2 separate regions of the Mus musculus genome follow, and region 2 is linked to region 1. A link is a contact called in public Micro-C data. All regions are on one chromosome and are shown on one strand. The core of a region is the stretch at or near the end of the contact, and the rest is flanking DNA. Distances in the headings are between cores, read along the strand shown.

What was found. Hi-C and Micro-C count contacts between places; a contact is called where the count stands out from the background.
Region 2: a Micro-C map of the G1E-ER4 cell line shows a contact between it and region 1. The contact joins two enhancer-like sites. A contact is called at or near these places in 7 of 484 Hi-C or Micro-C datasets (the G1E-ER4 cell line, bone marrow-derived dendritic cells, embryonic fibroblasts and 3 more), 5 of 115 datasets of contacts at active chromatin or transcription factors (Th2 cells, embryonic stem cells and microglia) and 1 of 9 other capture datasets (embryonic stem cells).

The regions. Positions count from the first base shown.
Region 1 is chr6:133,965,809-133,969,640 of GRCm38.p6, reverse strand. No RefSeq gene overlaps it. Among named protein-coding and RNA genes, the nearest start is that of Gm46977, 68 kb to the left of the region's middle. Within about 2 kb of position 2,175, at least 7 of the 459 cell types and tissues checked have an H3K27ac peak or open chromatin away from gene starts, as enhancers often do. A contact at or near this core is called in the G1E-ER4 cell line, where this site is marked.
Region 2 is chr6:134,115,050-134,119,145 of GRCm38.p6, reverse strand. All of the region lies in intron 1 of Etv6 (ets variant 6), which reads right to left. Among named protein-coding and RNA genes, the nearest start is that of Gm46978, 6.0 kb to the right of the region's middle. Within about 2 kb of position 1,320, at least 11 of the 459 cell types and tissues checked have an H3K27ac peak or open chromatin away from gene starts, as enhancers often do. A contact at or near this core is called in the G1E-ER4 cell line, where this site is marked.

The DNA of each region.
Region 1 (3,832 bases), core at 926-3,425:
CCCCGTGACTATAGAGCTTGACCCTTGACCTTTCTCGGTGTCTGGCTGAACTGAACTGGGCCTCTTTAGACTCTTATTTTCATAAGTTCTTTTATGGTTTTAGAAGGATGCCAAGTTTGTTTAGCCACTATACCTGTTCTTCATGCAGCTTCCCATTAGATCGGAAGGTGTAAAGTTTAGTTCTGAGAAGAGGTGTGGTGGTCATGCACCGGTCTTAAAGATTCTACAAGGCTGACGGCCAACTGACTAAGTTTCTAGATTATGGAGAATTAAATGTGTAGTTAGTTAGTGAGTCCGGAACTCTGGATTCTCCTGCCTCAGCCTCCTAAATTCTGGGATTATAGACATCATTTGCCACCATGCTTGGCCCAAAATACTCCTGTCAGATGGCATGCCACCAGTAAACCCTGAAATTAAAGTTGAATTAATGGGGAGCTCACTCTTTTTGCACATAAACTGTATATTATTTCTCTGCTCTCAAAGACTAGTAATAGAAACCATTTGTCTAAACCTAATGCTAACACATTGCTTGTTAATGAGTCTACAACCAGACATCCACTATATCTTCTTACATTTGCACAACGTGTTGTAGAATATCACATACTATCATACACTTTCCTATTTAATCCTTAATAAAACTTTACCATTTTTCACATGAAGCCATGTCTGAGAGAAGTGGAGTCAAGGCCACAGGGAACAGAATCACAGAGGGATTCAGGAATTCACTCAGAACCTGCACAAGAGAGACACAATTCAAACTCGGGTTGCTCTGAGTCTGACGAAATTCCCCACCCCACACCCCATTGCTCGGTTCTGTGTTGGATCAGTTGTCTATATAGTCTTTGGCTCTGCAGCTCTCTTAAACATCTGCCCAATGCCCTTGGCCAATTAAGTTCATAATCCAGTTGATCAGGTTTGTTTCAATCCTTAACTATGCTATCCTAGCGAAACTGGAGCCAGCTGAATGACTCTGCCTCACTGAAAAACCAGGAGTCAGTGGTTGAAGATGATCTACTCACACTCAGGCTATAAACACCTAGAGCCGAAGGCTTTAAATGCCCAGCTTATGAAAATTGTATAGGGACTTAGTTTCAGTTAAATGACTTAAATTATTCATTCTCTAGACTTAAAATTACACCAATCCTTTCGAAGCAATGCTTTATTCTTACTGATTTTCAATGAAAGCAAGCTCAATTTAGAAAAATATTAAGTACCTACTATGTGAACAGTATGGTTCTTCCCTCCCCACCCCTTTTTGTTCACCTGTAAGTAAATCTTTATTTCTTTTGGGTTTCTTTTTAAATTTCCTTAACTTGTAGTCATTCAACCTCATTCTCTCCTGTCTCCTGGGCTGCCTTCCTCCCTATTGCAGGAAAGTCAGTATCCAAGCTGGGCTTTCTTCCTGTGTAGATTCTCCCCTCAGGTTGAAGCTGCTTAGAGTTCAGGACTCATTTATTTGTACTGTTACAAACTACATGATTTGGGGAAGGAGAGAAACTCCATTGAGAATTTGATCTAGAGAGAGGAGCTGATGCTGTCAGGTGCCCCACTTTGATGGCAACAGATAAAATGACTCAGGCTGGCTCAGGCACAGTCACACACCAGAGAGGAGACAACTGCTGACTTGGCCAAAGGCTGTAAATAAAAGCTGACTTAGTATTGTCACCTATAATTACAACTAAGTCACAGCTTGCATTCCGATGGTCTTTAAGAAAGAGAGAAAGGGGGAGTGACAGAAGCAACAGAGGAAGGCAGAAGGGAGAGGGGGAGAGAAAGGAGGAAGAAAGAAGGGAGGGAGAGAGGAAGAAAGGATGGAAGGATGAAAAATGGAGATAGGCAGGGAGGAAGAAGAAAAGCAGAAAAAGAACGACATGAGGGATAGGAAAGGAACAGAGCTAGATTGGAAGAGATTTTTGTTGCCTAATGAAGTAGACTCAGAGATTCAGTGCCTTACAGAATTTATGTTCATCGGGGACTCATCTAAGAGGAGCGCCATGAGAATTTCAGACTAGAAAACCTGATAAGCACATAAATTCTCATAATAGGTGAATCACAAATTCCACAGGAAACATTGAGTTTGATGTTGGATTACATTTGCAGACAATTAAGAGGTGAAACCAAGTGTCTTTGCAAACCCACATGCCACATCTAGATCAATTTAGCAGCTGTTTGGTGAAAACATGCCAGGTCATGCTTGTTATCAGGGTGTAGCACAGAAGAGTTCCGGGCCTCAAGGAACTCTATGACCCAAAAGAAAAGTGACTTTTCTAAAAGTATTTACTAAGAAATGGGTTTTTTTTTCTGTTTTTTGTTTTTTGTTTTTTTCTGGGTATGTGTGTGTGTGGACATATGAAGTACCAAGGATGCAGAGAAAAGGCTGCTCTGGCTTGTTTAAAAGGCTTTTAAGTTTATGGGAAGGGTGGCATTTTCCCACTAATTTACTTATTTATTCACTTTACATCTTGACTGTAGCCCCTCCTGTTCACACAGTGGCTCTCACACACCCCTCCCCTTCTCCTTTGAGAAGAGGGCACCCCCCCTACTACTACACATCACACTACTCTGATACATCAAGTCACACAAGATTAGGTACATCTTCTCTAACTGAATCCAGACAAAGCAGCAGTTAGGAAAATGGGATCCACAGACAGGCAATAGCTTTAGGGACAGCCCTTTGCTCCAGTTGTTGGGGGGGGGGGGACCCACATGAAGACTGAGCTGCACATCTGCTACATATGTGTGGGGTCCTAGGTTCAGCCCGCTTATGCTTCGTTGGTGGTTCATTCTCTGAATGCCCCCAAAGGTCCAGGTTAGTTGACTCTGTTGGTCATCCTGTGGAGTTCTTATCTCCTTTGGGTCCCTCAATCCTTCCCCCAATTCTTCCACAAGATTCTCTGAGCTCCATTCAATGTTTGGCTGTGGGTTTTTGCATCTGTTTTAGTCAGGGATGAGGGGCTATCAGAGGATAGGTACACTAGGCTCCAGTCTGCAAGCATAACAGAGTACCATTTATCATGTCAGGGATTGGTTCTTGCCCATGGAATGATTTTCAAGTTGGGCTTGTCATTGGTTGGCTATCCCCCTTAGTCTCTGTTCCATCTTTGACCCTGAATTTCTTATAGGCAGGACAACTTTGGGTTGTCGGTTTTGTGGATAGGTTGGTATACTTATCCCTCCACTGGGGATCCAGCCTGGCTACAGGAGGTGGACATATCCCCCACTGCTAGGAATCTCAGCTAAGGTCACCTCCATAGACTCCCAGAAGCCTCCCCCATTCCAGGACTCTGGCATCCCCTGCTAGCCCATGATTTCCATTTATTCTCCTGGCCTTCCTTATTTCTTTTGACGCCTGATCACTATTTGTGGATGATATGATAGTATACATAAGTGACCCTCAAAATTCTACCAGACAACTTCTATAGCTGATAAACACCTTCAGTAATGTGGCTGGATACAAAATTACCTAAAAAAAAAAAAATCAGTAGCCCTAATATATACAAACAATAAACAGGCTGAGAAAGAAATTAAGGAAACAACACTGTTCACAATAGCCACAAATAATCTAAAATATCATGATATAACAATTACCAAGCAAGTGAAAGACCTATATGACAAGAACTTCAAGTCCCTGAAAGAAAAAAATTGAAGAAGATATCAGAAGATGGGAAGAACTCCCATGTTCATGGATCAGTATTATTAACATAGTAGACATAGCCATTTTACCAAAAGCAATATACAGACTCAGTGCAATTTCCATAAAAATTCCAACACAATTACTTATAGATCTTGAAAGAACAATTCTCAACTTTGTATGAGAAACAAAAACAAAAAC
Region 2 (4,096 bases), core at 71-2,570, 150 kb before region 1:
GGGAGAAGAGTGGGAGGAAATACGATAAAAATAAAAATACAGAAAATGAAGTTTTCAAAGAATATGTTTTGTCAAAGTTAAAGATGCGTGTGTGTGTGTTTGTGTGTGTGTGTGTGTGTGTGTGTGTGTGTCTGTGTGTGTGTCTGTGTGTGTCTCTGTGTGTGTGTCTGTGTGTGTGTGCGTGCATTTGTGTAGGGACACGTGATTGTACATACAAATGGAGGAGGGAGGTTCTCACTGGTTTCTCTCCTCAAGTGTTCCTCCACATATGGGGTGGTGGCAGGTGGGCTCACCAATTTGGCTTAATAGCTAGCTAACAAGTTCCAGAGATCCCCCTGCCTCCACCTCTGCCTCCCCAGCACTGGGTTTTAGGTACTGCTGCCACGCCTGGCTTGGGGCTTTTACGTTGGGTTCTGAGGATCCTCATACTTGGCCAGGAAACATTTCACCAGTGGGGCATCCCCCAGCCCCCACCTCTCAAACACTTACTAATAATGGTTTACTTCTGCCTTACTCCGAAATAGCACCAAGTCTGCCTAGTCGGATTTGACATTAGTGATAGCAGGCATTTCTAATGCTTTAAAATCCCAGCTCCAGGATCAAAACGGACCACAATGCTACTTTCCAGTGTAATCTTCCTCTCTCAGATCAGCTAACAATGTGGAGGCACTGAGCAAGGCTGTATTGATTACAGTCTCTGAGCACGATACCTGACAGACTGCAGATAATTCATAATTATTGGGCCAGCGAGTGAGAAAATGACTTGAAGACCTTGATAAATGATTTTTCTTTGATTCAATGACTATGCATTTGGCCCCACTATTTGCTGAGACTAGGAAAATGGACAAGGGAAAAAAAGTCAATATTGTTTAAGGACATATAGTAAGAATCCTTTAAAGTAAAGAATAATGAAAATATCATCAAAAATCAGCTTTTGTCTGACGAGTACAAATATTTTATTTAAACATCCCAGCTACCAGTTAAGTATGATTCGTTGGGGTGGGGGCTGGGGAGCAATAGGAGTTTGGTGGGGGGATTCGGGTTTTTTTGTTTGTTTGATTTTTGTTTTTGTATAGGATTTCATGTAGTCCAGGCTGGCCTCTTAACTTGCTAAGAAGACAAGGATGGCGTGGACTCCTGATTCTCTTATCTCTCCTCTCAGGTTGTTAGGTTACAGGCATGTGTCACAATATTCAGCCAAATGTGATAACTCATTACCACTTTAAAGACTTGGGATTCAGCAACAGTTTATATGGTGTTAACAATAACAAGCTAGTCATGGAACCTCTAGCATACCAACAGCAAAGGTCAAGGCTTTGGGTTACACTGAGAAACAACTGTATATAAATCAGATGATGTGATGACTTCTCAAGGTGACAGCTTCTGACACTCTGAAGCGCACGCTGGCCTTATCTCACACTCCTCAAGAAGCCACTTGTGGTGACTGATCCCACTCCTGATAAAGCCATAAAAGTTCTCCCAACACCATCTCCCGGTCCCAGCTCTCCCCAGACATCAGGAAGCAAAAGAATCAGTCAGAGGTCCACGATCTACTGTGAGAACAGTGGGGAGACTGGACTGTGGCGGAGGCTACTCGCTGCTGGGTGCTGGTGGCCTGCAGATGCCCTCGAAGGCTGGCAGATCACCTACGAGATGACCTTGGTAGGTACCCACAGAGTGAAAGAAAGAAGACGGCTAGGATGCGATGCAGGAGCTGATGTCACCGAGCAGCGCCGCCTTGCCACTTTGGGCACAGGTCCTATAAAGTCGGCAGCACATTTTGCTCAATAATTCTTACACAGAAGAAAGGCACCTCTCAAGTTTCATTTCAGTTCCTGGGAAATACCCAGGCATTATAATAAAGTCTCGCTCTGGCATTTACTGCAGGATTCTAACATGGTCATTTCTGAGATGTCATGGGGAGGGCGGGCAGGGGACTATGTGAGGTTGTTATCTGTCTGTTGAAGAGCTTACGTCACTTTCAAGCCCTCAGGAAAAAAAATCATGTTTTTAAGCATGGGGAGGGGGATAAAAACAGAAATCAAAAGACCCAGTTCCTATAGAGACACAGCAATAAGAGAAGCAGCTTCGACCAGGTCTGACTGAGTGTCCTGGTGTGATGAGCTGACCATCTCTCTGAACTGGGCAGATGCTCAAGGAAGGGTAATTCCAGGTCATTTCTAGAGTACCATTACCACGCATACTCCAAACAAAAGGGAAATACGCATTTGCCTCTTTTAATTAATGTGATAGTGGCTACAGAGAAAAGGTCAGCTGAGCTGCAGGACAGGCGGTGTCCTGAAGTCAGCTACAACCATCGGTATTGCAGTCACCTATCAGGGCCAGCTTCACCTGCATTTATAGATCAACTCTCCAGCATCACTAAGCACGGTGTGTGTGTGTGTGTGTGTGTGTGTGTGTGTGTGTGTGTGTGTGTGTATTCAGCGTGTATGCATATATGTATGCCTCTGTGTGCGTACGTGTACACACACACACCCCACATATATATGCACACACAGAGAGACACACGTAGGTAGGGAAGGGGCCTATATTGCTACTATCATACACATCATTTCATTGCCTACATTGAGGTTGCTGGATCTCTGCTAAAGATATCTATTTCCCAGTTGTTTTTATGCCATCCAGCACAGCCTAATAGACGTCAGGAGGAAGCCTAGTGCAGTCCTCCAGAAGTGCCCGCATCTCTTGCTGTGCTCTCTCCCACTGGTTGCCTACATCTTTTTTTTCCTGCCACCTGTGATGGTAAAGAGGATAAAGGATAGAAACAAGAAGAAACACTTGTCGTCTTGAGCAGCAGGCCAGGGGAAAATGAAGCAGTAAATGGATGGGGCACCTTCCATGGGCCAGGCATTTAAGATACCCTTTGTTTTACAAAGGCAGTGAATCACGATGAAGTTAAAGAACTTGCCTTGCCAGCCAGAGAGATGGCTCAGCAGTTAAGAGCATTGACTGCTGATTGCACTTCCAGATGAACCAGGCTCAGTTCTCAGCACCCACATGGCAGCTAACAGACACACACACACACACACACACACACACACACACACACACACACACACACATCCCCCCAGTCCAGGGCCTCCACAGGAACCAGGCACACAGGTGGTACAAAGGTAATACATGCAGACAAAATACCTATACATATAAAATTTTCTAAAAAAAAATTTCTAAATAGTTTGTCTTCCAACGTTGCACAAGTAATGCTAGAATTTTAAGCAAAGTAGGCCAGCTTCTGTATTTTTCTCCTCAAACTAAGACTATTTAGCCAAGTAAAAACGGTGTGCCACTGGCTTGATGGAGAAGGAAGGAAATGTATTATGAAAGTCCTGGTGATTAACGTAACTACAGAACTGAAACTGGGTAGCTTAGACAGAAGGGGTGGGGGTAATACTCTGACATCTCAGGTCATTTTTAAACCAAGCGACGGGGCGTCTAAACAGCGCACGTCCTCTGTAAGCAGAAAAGCAAGAAGGGATGTCTGTCCAGGGCAGCCAGGCTAAATCACCACAGTGGCCACAGGACAGACGTGGGATGAGGGTGGGAAAAGCAGGGTGAGGAAGGATGCTGCACGTGCCCCAAGTGTGTTCAAACGGTTTGCACTTGACAACTCTCCTCCCTTTGGGCAGAGCTTCCTGAAGGAAACAGACTCTGGTCTCTCGCCCTACCTTTCTTCAGTTCCCCCTTGAGCACTCTGTCTTCTCCTTTCCTCTCTGCCTTCTTTAGTGTTTGGAGACGAGGTCTTGTTTCACAGCCCAGGCTGGTCTTGAACTCACCTCTGTAGCCCAGACTGGCCTCCAACTGGTGATCCTCCAGCCTCAGTCTCCTGATGCTAGGATGGCAGTGCGCTGCTACCTGGCCCAGACTCCACTCTCTCTTGAGTACTCTCAGCTTTCCACTTCCTGCTTCTGTCAAGTTTAGGCAGGAAGAGGACTTAGAAATGGAGAACAGTGTCTTCATCTTCCATATAACCGAACAAGACAAAATACCAGAACAACAGAAGTGTCTTGAAAAACACTTCTTCTTTCAGGGCTCAGGTAGTTATCAGTTCTTGCTTTCGGTATTTACCATGTAGCGT